2 separate regions of the Gossypium arboreum genome follow, and region 2 is linked to region 1. A link is a contact called in public Hi-C data. All regions are on one chromosome and are shown on one strand. The core of a region is the stretch at or near the end of the contact, and the rest is flanking DNA. Distances in the headings are between cores, read along the strand shown. Region 1 holds the start of LOC108464611 (nitrate regulatory gene2 protein). Region 2 holds the start of LOC108461240 (ras-related protein RABD2a-like).

Region 1 (5,753 bases), core at 2,366-4,865:
TCAAAAGTCACTCAAAAAATTACTAATTTAAGTACAACACAAGGTTTGCAGGCATGTTCTGTGTAAATTAGCTGATCCACCATGGAGAGCTTAAGCAGCCTACAATTGAATTATTATGACCCATCTGTTTGGCAGTTTTGTTTTAGCAATAAACCCCATTGATCAGCTGCAAGTCAGTCTGCTCAATCTAATCTAACAAGTTTTACACTTCAGAATTTGCAAACTGTTTCAGGTGTTGCAGTTAATCATCATACTTCTACTCGATTTAATCATGCCGCTGAACAACAATGATAGCAACATCAATGATAATCGTGGGCTTTGATTAGTTTACCATTCTCAACAAACTGTCAAAAAAAGATTATGGTCGGTCTCCAATGCACCTAACCCCCAGCCCCCACTTGGCCTAAAAGGTGTTCATAGATCAAAGAAACACTGTCAAGCAGTACTGGGGCCACTGTCTGACTCTAAAAGATAAAAAAATTAAAAATTTGCAGGACTACAAGGCACATGTGCTACCAGAGTGGACAAATCATAATGGTTCACCTACCGTATGACTCACCTACCCAGCAACATGCCAAAATCTACACTTACAATGTTTGGAAGGAGATGAAACAAATTTAACATTCAATTCCCCTCCCAAATAAGAACTAAAGCTACCAAGGGACAAGTTCCCTTGAGTACGAAGGAATTTCAATGAGTGAAAATAATGGGAAATGGAGGAAAAGCAAAATTTGTACGTGCTTCGCTGAAAAATAATCTTTAATTAGGGCAAGAGTTGAAAAGATGAACTTTTCTTGTTTGAGAGGGCAGAAGGTTTGGAACTCTAATAATAGTTTAATCCATTGCTAACACTGGTACTTAGATTGGTATTTCATGACCCGTTTAACGTTCCCAAGAGAGTGTTAGAGAATACTTAATGGTCCGTGGATGCATATAGTTGCATTGCATCATTAACATTTCAAAAGAATGGCCTTTATCCATTTCAAAACAAAAAAGAGAGGAACGCAAGGAGAAGAAGAATACTAACCCATGACAGATTTCAACAAGCTGAGGAACAAGATTACTGTCTCTAAGCCCGATAATGGCAATAGAGGTGGTAGAGACAGCCTGAGATGTGACAATAATTAGTGATTGCAGCCTTGTTATCGAGGCCTTGGTCTTGTTTATCTTGGCTTCATCCTCTCCCTTGTATTCTTGATTTTGCAATGCTGACAACTTTTTCTCATGCTCAATCTTTACTCCTTCTCTAGCCTGAAATTGTTAAAAAAATTATTGTCTACATTAGCACTCATCTGAACAACATGGCTTTACCAGAATTCACCCTCCCAGGAAGCCAACACATATGAAAAGTATCAAATTATCTTTGCACCGCATGTTTCTTTCCTTATCAAGATATTTTGATACCAGAATCCTCGTATCCAACAAATTCATGAAACTACCAACAAGTATTATTCCCCTTGCATTGAATATAAAAGATAAGCAGCAAACTATCAAACTGAATAACTTATTGTGCAAGGAAATAGGTAAATTAAGTGAGAGCACCTTCGTTCTCTACCAACCAACACTAATTTAAGCAAACTTGAAGATAAGAAACGAAATATCATTCACCGATGCAGAAGAAAATATTCCCAGACAAGAAAACTTCCAGTACATTGACAATCAAGAAAAGCAGGACAGGAAACAATGCTACAATACTAACCCAAGCTTCACCTCTCCGACCCAACCCCCCTTTTTTCTTGTCTGAGATCCCTCGGTGTCTAATAATCATATTAATTTAGACTGAATTCAGAGTTGAGCCGGATTTGACCTAAGTAGTACATAAGAAAAAGTAAAAGTAAAAGAGAAAGGGAAAGGGAAAGGGAAAGCATTTATGTTACCTTAACGTCCTCGTAGAGTTTCTTCTCCCAAGCAAGGAGCCGGTCCAAAGTAGAGCAAAGGCTCTTTGAACCGCCCGGTTCATTGAGGGCAGTCGCGTCAAGTCGGTATTTCACCGCCAACGGCGGCTTTGAAGTCCAGCTTGAGCTCAGGTTACTGAATATGCTACTTGAATGATATACTGTCTCTGTAAATTTAAAAATGAGTAAAATAAATTATAAATTTAAGTAAACAAGATGACATCAATTTGAACTGCAACTAAAATAAGCTTAAATTTCCATATCCGAGGCTTACTTTTCAACTGCCTGAAACTTTTATCTAGCTGAGCTCTACTGATCTCAAGCATCTCGGAAACTTGATCTCCGGCGGCGGCAGCCTTATCGAAATTCTCTTTGATCGCATCGACGATCTCTTTCAAATCCTTATGCCTGACAACCATCGTCATATCCATCATAGCGCCCGTTCCATAACCGCCCGCAGACAATCTTGCATCCTCCGACTTATCATCCATTTTATTGCCTGCGGCTGCTCCGTACATCTGCTGCCGTGGCTGCGGTTCTACCGGCGGAGGAGTCTGACGAAGATGATGCAACTTCTCCGACTCCCCTCTCCTCGAAGACCGGAAACTGTCGCGGGTCCCGATCTCGGATCTGGATGCCACGTCATCATATCCCTCTTCATCCGATGAACTCGTTGTAGTAAAACGATCATGATCATGGTCCCCCCATTCGCTGCAATGCACTTCTTCCCTTTCCGTTTCCTCGTCAAAATTACTCTTGGCATTACCGGAACTGATGTTGTAACGGTGGTTCAGCTTTTGTGGACGGAAGAAATCATATTCTGATTTTTCCGTTTCGGTATCTTCCGTATCTTCAGGGTAGTTAGAATCTAAATGATGAGGTTGCTTTCGTTGTTGTACTTTTTGGTCAAAGAATTCGGAGTCTGGTGGTGAGGGAGGGTAAAAATTTTCCCAGTTCCAAACGGAAGAAGCTTGGGAAGGAGTGGCTGAGTACGTGGAATTAGCTGGATAAGCTGTAGGGAAAAAGTGGTTGGAAAACCCAGATTTCGAGCTTCGAGGAGAAGAAGAAAGGCTCGATTCGGACAAAATGTGAGGGAGTTTCGGGGGTATCTTACGTGGCCGACGACGATTGGGTGCGGGTACCGGAGATGAGACACTAGAACCGGAGAGTATGTGAGGGAGTTTCGAGCTAGCTATAGTCGGAGAAGGGGAAGGGGAAGGAAAGAAAGGAGGAGGGGGAGGGTGCAGGGAAGGGGAGGGAGATGGAGGGACACGTAGAGTGGTGGGATTAGCTGGTGGAGGAGATGGGTTGGGAGGGTGGAGAAGAACGGCAGGGGTTTCGTCGGAGACGGAAATAGGCTCACCGGCCGCGAAGGAGGCGAGAGCCGAGCCGGTTACACGAAGAGAGCGGCAGTAGTCGGCGTGAGCCGAGGCTAGGTGATGTCGAGCATGAACGGCTTCCTTCATCAAGCGTCGCCGGTCCTTGCACCGCCTTACGATCTCTTCATTGTCTAGCTTTGACGCCGTACAACCCATCCTAACACACTATTTGGTCAAACATGAAAAAAGAAAAAAAAAAATCAGCAAATAAATGCTGAGCAGACGGTGGCGCGTAGTGTAGCAGGGGCGCCCGGTTTAAGCTTTGTTAACAATTGAATAATGAAAGGAACTGAAGTGCAAGGTAATAATAGCTGATGGGGTATTTGAACTTTTTCCTTTTTGGTATTGTGGCGGGGTCTTCTAGGGCTTTAAAAAAATCCAAAAATTCATAAATCAAATCAAATGCTAGTATTTTGGTGGGATAAAAATTGAGTAAATTTTTGAAAAAGAGCCCTTTTAAAAAAAAATTATTAGATTAAGTGTAGCAGCTGTTACTTAAAAAAATAATATTATATTATTTAAGAATAAATTGTAAATAGATTATGAATCTATGGCAGCAAAAAATAAAAAAAATATTGGAGACAATTAGAAGCATTTTTTTATAAATCAGTTAAAAACTTTAATCTCGTAATTTTTGAAAAAATAGTCTAATTCAATAATTTGTGTATTTTAAGAAATTGTCTAAAAATTACTATGAATAGAATTAAATTTTATTTTAATACTAGAAGTATTTTATTAAAAAATTAGAGTTGGATTGGGTGATTTTAAATGAGTGGAAGGAGGGAGATTTAGTAATTAATTATATGTAAAAATAGGTTGGTTAATTAAATAAGTTGGTGTTTGCGGTTGCAGAAGGCTGCTTTTTGTTTTCACATTGTGGGTTACAGTGGGGGCGGTGGGAAAGATAAGGGCATAATTAAAGGGTAGACATTGATTATCCACAAACAGTTAAAGAAAAGAGAGAGGATTAAAAAAATTTGTTGTTTTTTAGGGTGGGGGTGTCTTGATTATTAATAAAAAATTTGTTGCCCTTTGAGTGCAGGTTAAAGATGGATGCCGTTTTGGTCTTGGGATAACCCTAAACCTTGAGCCTAAAAGACTGCTTTGCCTAGGTCTTGTTTTTCGCACAAAGGACAATTTTTGAGATTTTTGTTTTATTTTCTTATATATATTTAATTTTTTTATAAAATGAACTCTCCCGATTAGAGTGTGCATGGGTCAGGCTACCCGGCCTGGCTTAAAAGTCCGCTCGAAAAATGGGAGGGTTCGAGTAAAAATATAGACTCGAAATACAGGTTTGGGCAAAAAAACGAGGCCTATTTAGAAAATGGGCCGGGCTCGAGTAAAATTTTTTGCCTGCCCGCCCAAATTATATACTAAATATATATATATTTTTTATTTTTAATCATATTTATATTTTATTTTTAATTTTAATATAATTAATTTTTATTATATTTTCAATTTGTGTATTGTTTTAAAAATTATTTTAATATATTTTTATTTGATTTTTGTTTTAATATTTGTTTTAAATGTATTTGATTATTTAATATGTTTTAAAAATTTTTATTTAATGAAATAAGTTAAAAAATTTAATATGGGTCGGGCCGGGCCGGGCTCGGGCTTAACAATTTTATTTGGTCGGGTTTGGACAAATTTTAGGCCCATATTTGAGTGGGCGAGCCGGGCCTAGAAAATGGGCCTAAAATTTTCAGTGAGCCCGGCCCGACCCATGCACACCTCTACTCCCGATCCTTTTAATTGCAAATTTGAATAAATTGATATCTCAAAAATAATTTTAAAAATGAGCAATTAAGATAATTAATCTCATTGTTAACATTTTTCATCAATTGTAAATGAATTTGATTGTTATGATAATAAATTTAACCCTTAAAATTTATACATTTCATCAATTTAATCCTAAATTAACAAATTTATCTTGTAATATTTATGTAAATGCATAAATGTTGAGGCGAATTTTTAAATTTTTAGAATTAATGCTAAAATTATAAAATATGTAAACATTAAACGCTAAATTTGTTAATATATTAATCAAAATTATGTACGATTAACGGAAGCCATTAACACTATGATTAATTCCTTTAGTTACTCACTTTTGAAAGACAAAGATTAAATTACTCTAAGGTTTTTGTTAGGGATTAATTTACTCAATTTGAAATTGAAAGGTACTAAAAAGTCATTTACTTATTTTTTATCTCGAGTTTTTTTTAATTTAACATATTTTTAAAACACAATGTCACATATATTATACGTAGTTGAACAAATACTATATATATTTTTGGTTTAATGTACACTTTAGTCCTTAAATTATATTAGTTTTTCGCTTTAGTTCTTAAAATTTTTTGGCCCAATTTAATCTCTAACGTTACTAGATATTCCCAGTTCAATCATTTAGACGTTAAAAAATTCAGTCACTCAATCATATGTTGCCACATGTCATACAATGGCGTCACTGTTACAC
Region 2 (5,223 bases), core at 2,673-5,172, 260 kb before region 1:
TTTTATATAATGATTACTTCTAACTTTAACTTCTCAATCAACCTCTTAACGTTGTTGAAAGGCCACGGCTTGCTTTTCCTCACGATTGGGGTTTCCAAGCTGCCTTCTATGGAGAATTAAGCCTTTTTCTTTTTATAATGCTCTTTGCTTTTGATGGGTTCTGCTTTTCCCCTCTGTATCCCATTTCTTTGATGATAATGATGACGATTAGTTGGTTGGACATAGATGTTAAAGTGCTGCACCCTGCCTGGCTTCTAGTCTAGCCAAGGGCAAAGAATTGGTTCAACCCACATTGCCATCCATGGCCTACCTCAAAAGCAAGCAAATTATAATGCCCACAACTACCTAAGATTCCTTCCAAATTTTGTTGATCTATCAACCCATTTTCAATTACAACCTTTTGACAATATATTTATTTAATTATGTAATTTAGAAAACACAGTGACATACAGGCTTGAGAAAGAACACTAGTATTATTTAATCAACAAACAAACAATAATACATTGTACAAGCCTTCACGTTAACCAAGTGTGTAGAAATGAATTATATCCTCTACTTCTGAGGTTTTGTTCATATGAAATAAGTTTGGAACACTGATGAGGTTAAGAAAACACTTAAATCTTACACACCGTGCTGCAACTGGCAGCAGCGCACTGCAGAAGAAATAGAGAGAGCTTCCTGCTAATTCATCATTCCATTTTTTAGGAAGAGCAGCAGCCACCCTTTTGGGCAACAGGCTGTCCTCGGATTTGTACCGTTGGAGGCTTTGCATTGTTCATGGCTGGTTGGCTTGCCATTCTGCATTTAGAGACAATTTTAAAGAGCAATTAAAAAGAGCTAAAAGTAACCAACGATCAGTAGGAACCAAGACTTTGCGGTTAAATTTCAGAGAACCGAGTTCATAGATCTATACTTTCTTGTATAAGAGTGAACAATAAAACAAAACAGCCTAGAAATGCCATTCAACTGCACATGGCTCTACAGACCACAATGAATTTTTACTCTAATTGTATTATTATTCAAATAACTGATATTACTAGACTTTGAAATTGACCGAGATGGGTTAGTTTTAAGTCAACTCAACTTGGATTTTAAAATTTTCAGTATCATTTCATGTTCAGGTCAGTTTTTGAGTTCAGGTTATTTCGGTTTCAGGTCATTTTAGTTCTAAGTCATTTCGAGTTTTGCCATTCGAGTTCAAATAGTTTTGGGTTATTTATTTAGGTTATTCAAGTTTGGATCATTTTGGATTTGACTTATTTCGGGCTCAAGTTAAATGGGTTCAAGTTGTTGACTTTTTATTATCAACTTAGGTTGGATCAAGTTTAAATTTGAGTTAATTATTCCGAGTTTTCAAGTTCATTCAAAATTGACAGGTGCAGATATTACTAAAACTATTTAGGAAAAAGAATACAGCTACCTGTCCTTGATGGAAGCTGCCATGGCCATGAAAGCCTGTTCCACATTAGTTGAATCTTTTGCACTAGTTTCCATAAAAGGTATGCCAACTTCATCTGCAAGTGCCTGAAAAAAGAAAAGTAGCAATATGGAGAAAGGGATGGAGCAATGGATATGCAGTATAACACCAAAAATTACAATTTGGTAATCAGGCAGCTCTTCTTAAAAATAGCAAGTACCTTGCCTGTTTCGTATGACACAACTTTATTCGCTGTAAGATCACACTTGTTTCCAACCAGTATTTTGTTAACATTATCACTAGCATAGCGATCAATTTCACTCAGCCATTGCCTAACGTTATTGAAGCTTTCTTGGTCTGTCACATCATAAACAATCTAATACAGGAGCAAACAGCAAAAGGGAAATGAAAAGAAGGAATAAGAAAAAGTTTAAGAGAAGCATACATAAGAATTGGAAAAACCAAAAAAGGAACCGCAATGAGAAAAGCTAGAAAGGAAAAGAACACTCACTATTATGCCATGGGCCCCACGATAGTAGCTGCTAGTGATTGTCCTAAATCTTTCTTGTCCAGCAGTGTCCCACTGTACATTGAATCAAAAGCAAATTAACTAGTTAATCATCAAGAAGCTTTAATGCCAAGTATGCCAAGTGTCAAAGGATTATGAGCAATTTTCTGGGACTAAATTAATAAAATGGGAATATACAAATGGAAAAAAAAAAAAAAAAACAGCCAATGAAGAGGAGCAGATGAGGAGACAACTCATTCTACAAGGAATATTACCTTGATGACCTAGGATAGAAAATATTCAAAGAAATGAAATTAAATAAAAAACATGAAAAAACATACAATTTGAAGTTTAATGGTCTTCCCATCCTGCTCCACAGTGCGTATTTTCTACCAAAAAAAGAAAGCAAGAAGACAAGAAATTAGAATAATTGCCATAAATTTTGGCACTTAAAAGTCAAACTAACACTAAGGACTGTGTACTCACAAAATCAACCCCAATGGTGCTTATGTAACTTTCTACATATGAATCATCCTGCATTAAATAAATTACATAATGATCAGTTTCAAGATTTAGTCCCGCATAACCATCTGAAAATATCTGGAGACTTGATATTTCCAATATAAAAAATATATATAATTCAGCTACCAAAATTGTCCTCCATCGAAGTACAAATTTTATTCTCACTATGCATTATATAAGCAATGGAACATTTAAATCAATTATTACTCATTAGTACAATCCATAACATCAAAAGCGAATATAAATATAAAGGTGCTCATACAAATATCTTGAATGTGCAACAGAACTCTAAAAAGTAAAGAGATTTAATCTCAAATGCCAATTTAAGTCAAGAAACTTACAGCAAATCTCAAAAGAAGGCAAGATTTTCCAACACCTGAATCTCCAATAAGAAGTAGCTTGAAAAGATAGTCACTGCAAAAGTGTGCAACCACAGATAATATTAACATACTTCTCAATGATGTAAGAACATGATATCTCTAATTATACCACGCACAACAAAAAGTTGATTTCCATAAACGATGCAAAACAGACAACACAAAGAGACTATTTCAGAAACCAAAACTAAAGTTGATATTGTCAGCAATAAAAACTCAGAACACCAAATTATTTACCAAAGGTCAACCCTAACAATTCCGCGTCATTGACAGTTGAATTCTTAATTTTGTTGGTGCCTCAATATAAAATTCATTTCAATTCCATTCAAGTTAGAGCAGGTGAGCATATGTTTGCTACATCACCCTTGAAAAGTTCAATCAATGGACGCTTTTTCGAGTTAGATTTGCTTCTTCATCACAAATAATCGATTTGGCAAAGACATCGGAACTTACAGTATATCTTAATACTATTTAGAATCCAGTTCAAACCAAAATCCATTTAATTTTTTCTTATACCATATAGATACTACAAAGGAAGGGCGTGAATAATTGAAGAACGCATCAAAGCTCGCATCTTTTCCTCTTTTTTTTCACTAAATCCCAGAGAGAAACCCCAGTTGGAAATAAGACAACTTTAGAAACAAATACAGACGAGAAAAGAAAATCCCAATTCCATCAACAGATCTAAGAGCAAAACCTAGCGACTTTCAACACCGAGAATTATAGTTTCTTACAAAAATTTCGAGCGTCATCGCACCACCAAGAAGAAAAATAACGTCACGAAATAATAAAACAGCGCAAAAAAAAAAGTTAAAAATACTACTAAAATAAAAATAAAGAGAGAACTTACTATTCGGGATTCATGGTAGGCTGAAGAAAATAGAAAGATCGAAGGGTGAGATCGTCGAACTCGAAATGAAATTTCCGGCTATAGATCACAAAGATCTGACGCCGTTTCGCCGGAAAAATTCGGCTGAAGTAAGGACAAGAAGAAGAAGAAAGATAAAAGGGGGCAAAAGCAGAGATGAGAAGACACGCAAACGCAAGCGGGTGGAAGCCTGAAGCCTGAAGCCTGAAGCAGGGAGAGTATATTTAAAATTGAAGTAAACGGCAATTCTTCGTTTGGTTCTAAGGAACTCTTTGGATCTGGGTCTGGAGTCGATTGAACTGGGCCATTGACGTTTACTCAAGAAACAAACAATAATGGATCTGATCAAGTTCCAGTGTTTGTTTTTGGGGCTGGGCTTTGTGGCTCACTTCATTACTGTTTAAGAAAAATGCAACGGTGGATTTGAATTTCTTTTTCGTTTTTAAAGGTCAAAAATTATAAATAAATAAATTTCCTTTGCAATTTATTTCTCCAAACAAAAAATCATCAAGGACTAGTTTTTTATTTTCTTTTTTCTTTAATTTTTTCTAAAATATTATTTTATTATTTTATTTTATTTATTGTCACATAACACACAAAATTAAAGAATCTAAGGAGTGATTTCACTCAGTACTCTCATAACCCAAACTTCCCAATTGCACAAAATTATTCTTTGAAAAGTCCTTGCAATTGATTGAAAACCCCAAGAATAATTCTCAGTAAAAAAAATAATTTACTGAAAATTCAATGATTTTGAGAAACATAGGTTCAGATTATGGAGTAAACTTATCGATTTAGGATTTAGTAATCTCTTGATTGTAGGCTCACTTTTATACTCTTTTTCCATTTTTAGTCTTTAAAAAATTGATTGAAAACTCAATTTAATGTCATTTTTCATCAATTTACAATGTTTAGGGTGGGTTTGGATGGGCGGTGCATTTAACTACGGTTAGTGTAAAAACATTGGTGGTGGTGATATTAGATACTATAACGATACTGTAACGTGTGACAAAAAATAAGTTAAATGCACTGCACCATACCCTACCGCCTATGTAAACCCACCCATAATTGGCACAAAATTCTTACCTTCCATTATGATGATATATGCCACCAAAAATACTAACGCATTATCAATTTCCTTATTGTTATTCTCAATTAATTGTTATTATTAATTATTTATTATAAAAACTCAATTGTAATGGTCACTGATATTGAGGGTACAAATTTGGCAAAGATTGAATCATGTTGGCCATTGGCATATGCCTCTTTAAGTGTCAATACAAGGATAATGCTAACGCTTCGTTTGGTTCAATGTAATGGCAAAACTATTACAAGATGGTTCCAATTTCTATAGTAAAACAGAGGTTTGGTTCATTGGAATGCTTAGAACACCGAATGGCGATTACAACTTCATTCCGAAAATTATTGAATAGCCATTCAGAGGAGGAGGTGCCGAATTGGCTATTCTAGCCTCTCCACCAAATGACCTTATTTTCCCTTTCGAAAACACCCTCAGATTGAAATTTCTCAA

Evidence for each region. Hi-C and Micro-C count contacts between places; a contact is called where the count stands out from the background.
Region 2: a Hi-C map of leaf shows a contact between it and region 1, with 3 times the contacts expected there. The contact joins the promoter of LOC108461240 here to the promoter of LOC108464611 in region 1. A contact is called at or near these places in 2 of 5 Hi-C or Micro-C datasets (both in leaf).

Annotation. Positions count from the first base shown.
Region 1 is chr8:132,234,145-132,239,897 of ASM2569848v2, reverse strand. It overlaps LOC108464611 (nitrate regulatory gene2 protein), which reads right to left and starts at 3,615. Exons shown (of 4, transcript XM_017764976.2): 1 at 2,170-3,615; 2 at 1,878-2,062; 3 at 1,028-1,251. The coding sequence starts at 3,430.
Region 2 is chr8:132,499,691-132,504,913 of ASM2569848v2, reverse strand. It overlaps LOC108461240 (ras-related protein RABD2a-like), which reads right to left and starts at 3,922. Exons shown (of 8, transcript XM_017761010.2): 1 at 3,675-3,922; 2 at 2,789-2,861; 3 at 2,412-2,459; 4 at 2,267-2,314; 5 at 1,929-2,000; 6 at 1,638-1,793; 7 at 1,421-1,524; 8 at 384-798. The coding sequence starts at 3,688. The coding sequence ends at 702. It overlaps LOC108461988, which reads left to right and starts at 4,917. Exons shown (of 5, transcript XM_017761998.2): 1 at 4,917-5,223.